Regions from separate parts of the Gossypium arboreum genome. Here region 2 is linked to region 1. Evidence: chromatin contacts called from public Hi-C data. All regions are on one chromosome and are shown on one strand. The core of a region is the stretch at or near the end of the contact, and the rest is flanking DNA. Distances in the headings are between cores, read along the strand shown. Region 1 holds the start of LOC108477784 (basic leucine zipper 4-like). Region 2 holds the start of LOC128285281 (a long non-coding RNA gene).

Evidence for each region. Hi-C and Micro-C count contacts between places; a contact is called where the count stands out from the background.
Region 2: a contact with region 1 is called in a Hi-C map of leaf, with 2.9 times the contacts expected there. The contact joins the enhancer-like site here to the promoter of LOC108477784 in region 1. A contact is called at or near these places in 2 of 5 Hi-C or Micro-C datasets (both in leaf).

The regions. Positions count from the first base shown.
Region 1 is chr12:45,864,098-45,870,469 of ASM2569848v2, forward strand. It overlaps LOC108477784 (basic leucine zipper 4-like), which reads right to left and starts at 3,818. Exons shown (of 1, transcript XM_017780278.2): 1 at 2,874-3,818. The coding sequence starts at 3,728. The coding sequence ends at 3,162.
Region 2 is chr12:46,167,105-46,173,878 of ASM2569848v2, forward strand. LOC128285281 (a long non-coding RNA gene) reads right to left here and starts at 322. Exons shown (of 2, transcript XR_008275752.1): 1 at 280-322; 2 at 1-189. Within about 2 kb of position 3,362, at least 2 of the 2 cell types and tissues checked have an H3K27ac peak or open chromatin away from gene starts, as enhancers often do. A contact at or near this core is called in leaf, where this site is marked.

The DNA of each region.
Region 1 (6,372 bases), core at 2,568-5,067:
GATACACTACTTGTAAAAAAATTTAATTCCACAAATAAGAATTTAAGAATGAAAAATCTTTGTCAATTAAGTTTTAGTTTAATTGGTATGGACATTGTTACTAGTGTAAGAGGATGTAGGAATTCGAGTACACTAAAACACATTATTCTCCTATTTATAAATTAAGAAATGACTATACCTAGTTATAGTGTCACCTATAAAAAAAATTATAGCACTCTAAGAAAATTTTACTGGTACTAACCCTTTATTATAATATCTTTGTTAATTTTTATTTTTTAAAAAAGAAAATTCATGGTTTACAATGGACAATCGTTTTCCAACCTTCTTTAACGTGTCATCATCGTAAAAGAGAAAACCAAAAAGGATGGGATTTGGTGCATCCCACAAGATGGGTAATAGGAGGACAGTGTTGGTGCTGGTGTTTGGATCCATTTTGTTGAAAAGAGTTGGGTATCTTTTCATTTCGCACACCCCCAAGTCTTTTCAACACACTCTTCTCTTCACTGTTGCTTCCTTCATTCATTATCACTACCTAATCACTTTGATGGCTCCAAACCAAAAAGCATTTCATCTCACAGGGCCATCCTTACTTTCTATATGCAAACTGTATTATCAGGCTTTCTTTTAAGTCCTCTAAAATTTTTAATTAATTATGAAAATAATTTAATTTAAAAATTATGTATATAAATGATTTTATTTTTATAGTACTTGTCAGTTCTGCCAGATACATCAGCGGCAACGACCCCCATAAGCAGTCAATGATTATTTTTTTAAAAAAATAGTGATTCCACCTGATAAATTGACGGTGTCAGACTAAAGTATAATTATATGAAATGTTTAAGGACTTAAAGAAATAATTACCCTTTTAGATTAGTTTTATCTAAATTTAAATGCACTAGGAATGAATTTTATATAATTTTTAAGTTTGTTATTTTTTAAAATAAAAAATTGAAAAGAGTTTATTTTGTTATTTTTATATATTTTAAAGGCTATTTAAATTTAATTTTAAAAAGAACAGACTTAACATGCAAATAAACCAAAAGTTGAAAAAATGTACCCTTTTTCAGCCAATCTAAAAATGGTAATTGCTTCATCAAGTTCCTAAACATCTTATATAATCACACTTCAGTTCTATGCTGCCAATTTTTCCGGCAACATCACTATTTTTTTTTTTTTTGTTGAAAAAATGCAATCATTGGCTGATGTGGGGGTCGGTGCCGTTGATGTGTCTGATGGTATCGACAAATATTGTAGAAATCATGTCATTTTCATACATGATTTTTAAGTTAGCCCATTTTCGTAATTAATCAAAAAAATTTAGAGTACTTTTATTAAAAAAAAAAACCATATTATCACCTTAGAAATTTCATGAGCTTTCTTTATAAACTTATGTGATTTGGGGGAGAAATTAGATTGATGGTTGAATTAGTCAAATAATTAGTTTAATCTATTCAATCGAATCATTTGATTCGATTAAATAAATTATTAAAAATTTTAAAAAAAATATTTAAAAATTAAAAACCTGGTGCAATTCAAATAACCTTGATACAAAGTTGTTTTCCATTGCTTTTGCAAAATCAAAAGTGTTTTTCCATAATAGAAGTAACAGAGAATATTTAACTTCTCAATAAAATTTTTTTTTCCAAAAAGTAACTTTCAATTCAAATGTAAAAGTTGATATTTAGGTAATTTAGTTTTTTTTTAAATTTTATTTTAAAGTGAAATTATTAAAATATCATTATTTATATTGATTATTTAAAAGTAAATAATAATTAAATTAATTTATATTTTATGAATCTTTATATTAATTTAAATATTATTTATTGTTTTATTTATATTTTAAAATATTTTATGTATCATTAATTTTACAACCAAATTATATTAATTACTTAAAAATTATATTTCATTTGTTATTGATATAGATTTAGTTTCAAATATTTTATCTTTTAACTATAATTTTTACAACTAAAAATGAAGCAATCAGAAGAAGTAAATAAGTGGGGTGCACCCAGTAGTATGTTGGATTTGTGGCAAACGCAATCAAGAATTGTGGATGAACACAGAAGGTGCAAGATCTTTTGTGGCTCAAGTGGGAAGATATTTATATTCTCTTCTTTTATTGAAGGAAGGATGATAAAGTGATTGGATTGGGGTTTAGTGGGAAGATCTCCACGCTCATCATAAAACTAAACTTAATTAAAAATAGGTGATCTAAATTCTAGTGGTAGTCCATACATCCTTCATTTCTCTATCACATCTTCTTTACATTTTATTATAATCTAAATTTATTTCTGAAATATAGTTGAATTTTTTGGGGCCGCAAGGGGATTCATCATTAGCCGTTAAAACCTTTCCTTCACTGTTAATTTTAGCATATTCTATTTCACTTTATGCCAAAGGGAAGGACAACCTTACCCTTCAATAACTTCTTTTTGTTTTTGTTAGGAGCATAATCAAATTCAGCCGAGCCTAAATATTATTAAGTTCCAACTTGATTTAAAATTTAAAGTTTAATATTTAACTCGAATTTGATCAAAGATATATTTTTAAGTTCGAGATCGATTAAATTTATTTATCAATTTTTGTATTCAAATTTGAACTCAACTTAATAATTACATAATTTAACAAAATAAAAAAAATAAAAAGCTCAATATAACTTGTGAACTGTTCAAATCAAGTATTATTAAGTTCGAATTTAATTTAATAATTATCGAATCAAATTTAAATAGTTTACCAACACCAATATATTTTATCATATATAATATTAGAGCAAGGGTATCTTAGAAACCCAATGGAGTGATGAAATGAAACCCAAAATTAAATGATAACTTTGAGACATTAGGATGAGATATACAAAATAATAAAAAAGTAAGTTTCAATGATTTGCTATATTGCATAGTGGGAGGGATTTTTCAAAGCTAACAATAAAAAAGAAGAAAACAAAAATAACGTTGACAAAAACCAAACACTGACTCAACTTATTTCTACACTATAATACTCTGTGGTTTCGTATCTCTTTAGCAAAAAAGGAAGACAGAAAAAAAACCCATCCATTTTCTTTCTCTAACACCATTTTAATTTACAGAAAGAGATAGCTAGTTTCTCGCTTTTGGAGAGAAATTTAATGTAGTTTTATTGTGAAGTTTAATATATGTATGCGTTTAGATGATTAATGGTGGTGGAATTTGTTCGGACATGACAGTCACATTATTGCATGGCCATGCAGATGAAAACTGCTGCAGCTGCTTGAATAGCAAATTTTGATGCATGTCCGACAATTTTTGTCGGAGCAGAGTGGACTCGGATCGGAGGCGGTCGTTGTCAGTCCTTACACGATGACAGTGGTACAAAAGGAACCTCAAACGGTAAGTCAGTTCTCGGTTCTCGATTCTAAGCCGGTTCGCCTGGTTCCTTAGGTTTTCTAAATGCTTCTGTTTACGCATCCGTGACCTCCTGGCCGATTCCCGGTTCGATATCATGCGTCTTCTCTTTCGTTCATCGATGATGGAAAGCGTTTTGTTTGATTCGTCCAAACCGGAATTGGAGTGAGTTTGGGTTTGGGTTTGGGTTTGGTTCAGTTCAGTCGAAGCGGAACCGGACCGAGCGGGTCCTACTGATTGGGTAGTGGAAAAAAGTTGGGAGCAATCCCAAGCGCTTTGGAGAGAGGGAAATGGATCACTTTCCATCATGGGATTGGAGGAAATAATGGCCGGAACAGTGGACAACATGGCTTCCTTTAAGAATAACAAACATACATGGGGAAAGAAGAGGAGGAGAAAAGGGAAGAAATGCAGCGTAGGAGGCCTGTATTTATGGGCAGCTTAAGGGTAGTTTGGTAATATTATCAATAAAGTAGAGTTAATTAAAAAGCCATTTATTTAGGTGATGGGTGGGAGTAGATAGATGGTTCAAGTCTCCATCAGATCAAAAGCATTCGATCATGTCCATCTATGAGGCCTACTTTTAAATTTTTATTATAATTTAATCAAACTTTTCTGGGGCGGCATCATTACCCCATAATTAATTTAATTCAACTAATGAACAGGAATGTGAAAGAAATTTAAGTTCCTGCTTCTTAGGAAGTTCCTGAATGTAAGGAACATCACATAAATTCCTACTTCCTCATAGTCATGGATCATTTTCCAAAATTTTCAACAAAGTTCAGTACAATGTTATGCCATAAGGTGTGTGTTTCAACCAAGGATTTAGAGTGTTGTTTCGGTAATAATAATATAGTAATTAATTTTTTTTTGAGGAATTTGATATCCGATTTATTTTACATAATTTTAGTTTTTTTTTAAATTATTTGGTTAAAATATTTATAATTTTACAAATCTAATGATATTCATATTGAATATTTTCTATATTATTAATTTTCTTTTATAATTATATTTTTAGTTTGTAAAATTTCATTATTTCAAGTTTTCATAGAAGAACTATTTATCCAAACTAATCAATTACAATTATTACCATTTTGATTTTATGAATTCTAAAATACTAACATTTTAAAAATCTCTAAAATTTAAAATTCTTCGCCCAACCTCACTCTTAAAAGTTTAAACATAAACATATGTATTTAGTATATAAATCAGATTATATACAACAATTAAGGGTAAATTATAAAATAGTCACCTAACTATGTCTTTAGTTCTATTTTAGTCACCTAGCTATTGTTTTTTTATTTAATCACTAAACTTTTAGAAATTAAATAATTTAATCATTCCCCCATTAGTTGCCGTTAGATGAGTGACGGAAAGCCCTTTTTTTATTAGTCTAATAACAAATTCAACCCTCTAATGTTTAGGCATTCTATTAATTTGATCTTAAATATTAAAAAAATTCAAAAAATTTAACCCTTAATGTTTACAAAATTATGTTCAAATTCTAAAAAATCCAATAACTTTAACCTTCATTGTAACGCCTCAAAATTTTAAACTTTTGTTTGTTAAATTTAGTCATAAGATATGTATTTACTTCAGTGGTTTGGAGCATTGATTGTGCGTTTGAGATTAGGGATTTAAGTCCCACTATTGGAAATTTTTGTTATCTTTTTTACTCAACCTTTGTCTTTGAACTCTCAACTTAAGTTTAATTCTATGTAAATTTATATTAACAATGGGCTTACTGGTTCAGTGGTAAAGCTTTAACTAATTCTTTAGTTTTGCGTTCAAGTCTCTATGGAAGCAATAAGGAAATGTTTGGCATTTTTTTTTTAAATAAATAAGTTTTGTTTTTTAAATCACTTAATCAATTTATTTTTTCTCCACTTTTTTATTTTTATTTTTCCCAAAATTTGTCGATTTTTTGTTCCCTTTTGTTTTCCTTGTGTTTTCTTTTTAGTTTCTTTTCTTTTACTTTTGCTTCAATTCTTGACATTAGTGTGGGAATTCTTCGCTCGATATACTGTTAGGTGTTCTAATTCATTCGGGTAAGTGTGTAATTCTATTTATAGATTATTAGTTTAGTGAATTTTTCAGTTTGTTTCTTGAGATCTTTGTAAAGATTGATTCTTCGTTGGTTGTTGGTTTAATTGGTTTGTTCGAATCAGGAGAGGAGTGAGCGACGTCTAATGTTTCTCCAACAAATTAAGCTTTGTGTAATTGCTGCTTGTTTATCGGTAAACGTTAGTTTTCATTTTGAGGATTTTTTGTCGAAGTTCTTAAATGTAACTACGGTTTTAGATGTTAATTCTAGTGATTTGATTGTGAATAAATGGTCTGATTGGTCACTTGAATGTCGTTTTTAGGTTCTAGAATCAGCATTTTTGCTTCTACATCGAATTCGTATCAAGTGTTTAATGAAAACCCAAGAAATCAGCGAATAGAGAAAGCCATAATTGGGATTGCAGACTCCACACGGCTGTGTGCCAAGTCATGTATCAGAGCATGCAACTTTCTGACTTGAGTCACACGAGCGTGTGTTAGGCCGGGTGCTAGACCGTGTAACTCTTTGACTTGAGTCACATGACAGTGTGACAAACTGTGTGAGGCACTGATATGAGCCACACGGTCGTGTGTCAGGCCGTGTGGGCCACAAGGGCCAGCCAAGTAGGCCATGTAAATCCACATGGGTTTGTGGGCCAAAATTTTGAAATTCTTCTTAGAACCGTAAACATCATTCTAATCGAACGTAGGCCTTCTGTAGGGTCTGTATGATCTGGATTAAGCTGTAAAACTTGCTATCTGATGATCTATTGGCGTATAATTTGTTTTTGTATATATGTCTTATATGATATCTGCTAAGTAAGTATGATATGAATTATTTAAGTATGTTCTGAATTTGTATCACTATATACCTATCTCTGTTATCTGTTAGTTCTGCATATGCATTGGGATGGGATTTGCATTAAAGAAGGAAGTGTGGGCAGTTTAA
Region 2 (6,774 bases), core at 2,112-4,611, 300 kb after region 1:
ACTCTGCTGATCTCTTATTTCTACAAGGGTAGCCTCAGGTAGTGAAACATCTCCAGATCCAAGACTACCAAAAACCCTAAAAATCCTTTTTGTTTACTACCTACTTGTAACATATGCAGTCTTCTTTCATTTCACCATTATTGCTTCCAAACTCTTCACTATATTTAGCGTTATCCCTCAAGCCCCAACCTTGTTGTAAGTCAATTGCAGACCTCATTCAACCTTACAAATTCAAAGGTGCACTAGATAGGAAATAAAAAATAACATGAAACAGCATACCTCTTCCTTTAGAAGATTATCAAGTTCCTTTGGATTAACAACTTCAAGCCCTTCATATCCCAGTAAACTGTTCAAACAGGAAATTGAAATTATGTTCCTTTGGGTGACATAAAAGGCTTAATATGAAACTAGTAGCTTGTGTGAAACTAATTGTTAAAAAAATAACAAGCTAACATGATATTACACATAATAATATGTTTGTCATGTTATATTTATCGATATAATTATACTTGTTATGCATGTAAATTTTCAAACTAATCCAATAGTTCTATCATTTCGATCTTAAAATGTATATATTAATATTTATTGAACGGTTAATTTTTTTACATAAAATAAAGAATAGAAAATTAATTTACGTCAAAATTAACTTACATAATCTATATAAATAAAATATGAAATATGACGACTAGATTATTAAAATATTAATTATAAAAAAAATTTAATTTTACAACAGTATAATTAGAGGTGATCATGGGTGAAATTTGGGCCAGATAAAATTTTAGGCCCAGGCTCGGCTCGGCCCGAAATATGGGCCTAAAAATTTGTCCAAGCCCGGCCCGAAATAAAATTGCTAAGCCCGAGCCCGGCTCGACCAGACCCATATTAATTTTTTTTGCTTATTTTATTAAATAAAAAAATTTAAATATATAATAAATCAAATATATTTAAAAACATAAAAACAAATATTAAAACAAATAAAAATGATACTAAAATAATTCTTAAAATAATACACAAATTGACAATATAATAAAAAATGGTTATATTAAAAATTTAAAATGATTAAAAATAAAATAAAATATATATTAATATATAATTCAGGCCGGGCCCGGGTCAAAAAACTCTTACCTGAGGCCCGGCCTATTTTCTAAACAGGCCTCATTTTTTTGCCAAAGCCTATTTTTCGGGCTTATATTTTTACCCAAACCCTCCCATTTTTTGGGCGGGCCTTCAGGCCGGGCCGGGCCAGGCCGCCCAGCCATTATCAGCTCTAAGAATAATAGATCCCTCTCCTATTATATTTTAATTTTCCCTAAAACATTGCCAAGATCCATATTGAATTTCATCACATTATTTAAGCATCATGAAGTAGCCAACAAAAAACTACAAATCACTTCATTATCAATTATAAGCAGAAAAAGACAACAGAACCACTTATGAAAAAAATAACAAAACTATTTGATTGTAAAATTGTCTCTCAAGTTTATGAACATTTCTTAGGTCTAATACAGTTTTATCCAACCTGGAATTTTAACATGTTTTTCTCTATCAACAAACGTCTATCAAGATAGCATTATTGATATCATAAAATTTATTCACTATCTCATCTTAAAAGCCAAAAGAGGAAAAATAAAATACTATCTTCCTACAAAGAAATTGTGCAACTTCGCAAGTAATAATCACATAGGGGGAAGCGAGCCAGGAAAGAGAAAATAATACAAATGGAAATGGCAGATAACAAAACCACAACATAATAAAATAGCATTACTAGCATGAAAACTGCATCCAAAAGGCATTAATACATAGTCAAACATAGAGGAGAGAGGAATTACAGAATCATCAAAAACAACAAGGGTTGAACATCTATATAAAGGTAAAGTTCAGCAACTCTGACCTTTTATTAATGTATGCCAATAGTCTATTTGTAAGATAGCAAACTGTATACGATGGATATTTACTTCGAACTCTAGAAATGTGATCCAAAAGTGTGTCACTAGTTACTAGATCACAAAACTCTACAGCCTCAAATACAATTAATACATACTGAATCTCTAGTCCTTCAGGAGAAAGCTGCAAAAAGAAAAGTAGATGATCTATGTCAAGAAACAGTTGGTAAAGGTTTTCTTTTCTTTTTTGTTTACAAGAAAATAATTGAATAATACCCAACTGATAGATAAAAGAAGCAAAACTCCCAAATTAAAAAATATTTTGAAAGCCTGTTATCGAGCAATTATTTTTGTCGGAATTTATCAGTAACATACGATACAATGCGTTTTCACTATACTGAATATCATCTAAAAGCATATTTTTGCACCTTAGAAGCACTAAACCTAACCAACAATTGCAACATATTTGACAGTCAAGTTCAGCATGAAAAGTCTAGGAAAATATAACATGTATAAATTTTTAAAGGTGAGCCCAGCCAACATGATTAGGTAATAAGGTATAAGCTACACAAAAAAATAGAGTCCAATGGTACTAAACAGTTAACACCACCATATCAAAAAAATTAACCAAAATTTTCAAGTAAATAAATAGGAGAAAAAGAGAAGAAAAGAAGCAGAATTAATTTAAAAGCTCACTCTGATCCTGAGACCATGGATGGTTAGTACAATATAATATGTTATAGACGACATTTAAAAAAATCAACTCAAACCGCCCAGTGTAAAGATAAATCAAATTCTGACCATAGAATTAAGAAATTCATTAAATCCAAATTGCTAGCATAAAATTACCAAGAGATTCTGCTGTGAATGGGCCACAAAGCACCACCATCAACATAAAGAGGATCAGATCAATGGGCCAACAGCAAACACGAGACCCAACCGCAACCGCAAGACACCTCAGAGATTCAATGATTTTGTTATAGGAGCCTTGTCAGCAGAGGAGTAACGACTTAGAGTACAAAAGGACAAAGGAATGATGAAAGATGTAGGCAATTCTATTGTAAACACTGAAAAATTCTGTTTTTCTCATCTCCTTCTTCTTCTTAGATATTGGTTATTTTATGTTTACTTTAGCAACAATCTGCTGCAATTGAAATAAACCATTCTCTTAGCTCGTTTCTTCCTTCTAGTGTTATACTACTTGTGATTGCAGGAAATTAATCCACTCCATTTGGTGCTTTCATTGACCATCCGCTTAGATGGCTGATGGTACCCGCCTGAAGGTCCTCGATGAGGCAGTAAAATTGGTTCAAGAATCCCAATCCACCATCCGCAAAGAACTCGACTCCTTGACTTCTTCCTTTGCATCTCACCAACAAATGCTTCAGGAAATTTTAAACCGTCTTCCTACCTCTCTACCGACTTCTACCTCTAAATCTACTTCCGGCCTTTCGTCAACTCAGATTTCGACTCCCTTGGGCACTCATAAACCCTCTTCAATTCAATTTTCTCACTTCTCCGGAGAGAACCCTGATAGATGGGTCTTGCAAGCCAAACGCTATTTTTCCTTTTACAACATCCATGAAAATGACCAACTGACTATCGCTTCTTTCTATCTGGATGATGCAGCTGCTGAATGGTATGATTGGATGTATCGTAACAAACAACTTACTGGTTGGTCTCATTTCACTTCCACCCTCATTAAAAGGTTCCAACCTCGTGATTTAGAATCCCCGGAAGGCCAACTTCCCAAACTACAGCAAACTACCACAGTCAGTGACTATCGTGCTTGTAGAGGCCCAAATTTGCCCGGCCCAACAAATTAAAATCAAACTTAAATCCTACCCAATTCACAAACCCAATTACAAAATCAGACCCAAAACTAAGCCCAAATAATAAAAACCCTAGCCCAATACAACCTAAACTTATTTAAAAAAAAAAAAAGACAACCCTAGCCACTTTGCTTCCCACTTGTACCTACTCTACCACCTTGCCTCCCACTTGCACCTACTCCACCACCTTGCCTCCCACTTGCACCTACGCCATCAAATAGAGAAGAGACATAGAATGATAAGAAATGTATGTAAGATGGCTATAAAAGCAAAACCAAAAGTCCATTGTAAAAAAAGGAGAGGAGGAAAGAATTATATTTTTGAAAGGTTTTTTGGATACAAAAAAAAAGAGAAGAATGTAAAAGCAAAAGGTTTGCAAGCAAAAATCAAATAAAAAAGCGAGTATTGAAGAAGAAAAAATTCAAACGCGTTAAGGTTTTATTTCTTTTTCCTTTTATTTTCACTTTTTTGTACATATAAACATTTTTCTTTTTTTCTTTTCTTTCAAAAATAGTATACATATATTTAGATATAAAATAAAAAGAAAACAAAAATAATACATTTTTAAATTTTACCATCACAAGACGGTGGCGTGATGACAAGTAAAGGCAGTGACAAGTCTTGTCCGGCCTTTGAGTCTTAATAGGACCATGGTAGGAATGGGGAGAGAGGAGAGAGTTGAGAGCTTTGTTTTATTTTTTATTTTTTATTTTTACTATTATTTATATTATTATTATTTCTCATGTATATATTATTATTTATATTATTATTATATTATATATACACTCTCCATATTTATTTATATTATTACTATTATTATTGTTACTTCTATTATTTTTATTTCGACTACTATTATTATATATATATATCATTGTTTGTATTATTATTATTATTATTATTTTCACCCTATTGTTATTACTTTACTTTTGTATTCTAATATATTATTAATATTACTCATATTTTCATTATTTTTGCTATTACTATTATTATTATTATATATTAGTGTATATTTTATGTATATATATATTTATATATAGTATTGTTTTTATTACTTTAATTTAATATTTTTATTATATTTGCTTTTTATTTCTATATTTATTATTATATTATTATTATTATATAGTAGTGGGTATTTCTATTATATACATATATATATTTTTATATATAGTATTATTATTTACTTTACTTTAATATTATTATTATTATCATTATATCCAACCCAATAATAATTCTTTCATAAAAGTAATATTCCGTATTTGGTAATTCGAGACAATCGTGCCCTAACTTACTGGGTTTCGATTTTTCTCCTTTAACCTAAATAACGGAATACTCGTTTAAATCGCGACATGAGTTTTGAAAAATGCTTATTCTCGGAGATATAAGGTGTTGTGCCCTAACTTACCTGGTATGGCATTTTGTTACCTCGAAATAAGATTTTTGCAAGAAAGGTAATATTCGGTGTTCGGAAATTCGAGGAAACGTGCCCTAACTTACTGGGTTTCGATTTTCCTCATTCACCTTAACTAACTGAATAACCTTTTGAAATACACGAATTTTTATATAAAAGGCAAGCTCGCTCTTGAAAATTCAAGATATCGTGTCCTAACTTACTGGATGTGACATTTTATATTGTGAGACGAGAAGGTCTTTAACATTTGAGCATTTTCTTTACAAAGAGGGATCGTATTTTAAATTCTTTCAAGTTTTCAAATTTTCGACACTAAGACACTAATTAATCAACTAGGTACCAATTTTGGGCGTATCGAGGGTGCTAATCCTTCCTCGTGCGTAACCGACTCTCGAACTCATTTTCTGATTTTCATAGACCAAAAATTATCGTTTTAATAAATCTTAACTTTTATTAAAATGATTAATTTAAGGTGATCCGATCACACCTCATCAAAAAAGATTGGTGGCGACTACTCTATTCGTTTTCATTTCCAAAAATCAAAGTCGATTCCCGTTTTTTTTTAAAAAATGGTTACGGCAGCTTGGCGACTCCACTAGGGACACCAAATAAGAGAGTCAAGCCACAAGTTGATTAACTTTTGTCTTTTTGTCGAAAATTGAGAATTTGGTTTTGATATATGATCCCTTCATTGTATTTCACCCGTTTTCCGTACGGTTTTCATCATTTTATTCCCATTTTCTTTAATCGCTTCAAGTTTTTATGCATATATCCTCGCACATTGCATTGCATGACCGTTGTTGTCACACCCTTTAAGTGGGAGTGAGAAACTATTCCTTCGTGAGGTTTTCACCTCCGTGCAGGATAGCGGATCACTTTCGGGATACATCCGTACCTATGTCTTCGTGAGATTTTCATTTCCGTGCAGCCATAGGGAAATGTATTCCCCTGAACTGAACTCGGTCCATAAGAACCTATAATGGGTGAGGATCAAGGAATCTGCTAGTTCAGGTACCCTTACTCTAGAACCAAACCACATATAAAGAGACTTAGGAGCCCACCCTAGGTAGAGCCACTCTGAAACCCTAGTGGTCACCTGAGCAAGTGCTATATTTATTATTCTTTGTTTGCTTTGAACTGTGTATAAATTACTGACTTGCTTTGTTTTACTTTGATTGTATTTGCATGGCATTTTCATTATAAAAGGTGTTGATTCGCATTCGGTTCCTAAATAAATAGCTTATCATGGAAAAGGGGTTTTTTGATAAAGTAGAAGACAACGCGACTGTCCGGATATGGGCTGAGACAACACAACAAGAGAAAGGTGACAGCCTTATCGAGGGGCACGTGTCAGAGTTATGGAATTTTACTCGGATCAGCGTAACTCAGAATAATCTCTAAGAGATGAAAGAAATTTGGGGTCAGTGGGATGATGAGGTCAAACAGTTATTCTATTGTCATTACGGTGATTTACCTTATCTGCTCGATGTCAAGGTAGATGAACACCTATTTCGAGCCCTTGCCCAATATTGGACTTCTGCTTACAGTTGCTTCACTTTTGGGAAAGTAGATTTGGTACCTACTATAGAAGAATACACGACCTTGCTCCATTGCCCAAAGATTCAGGTTGACAGAATTTATGCCAGACCTG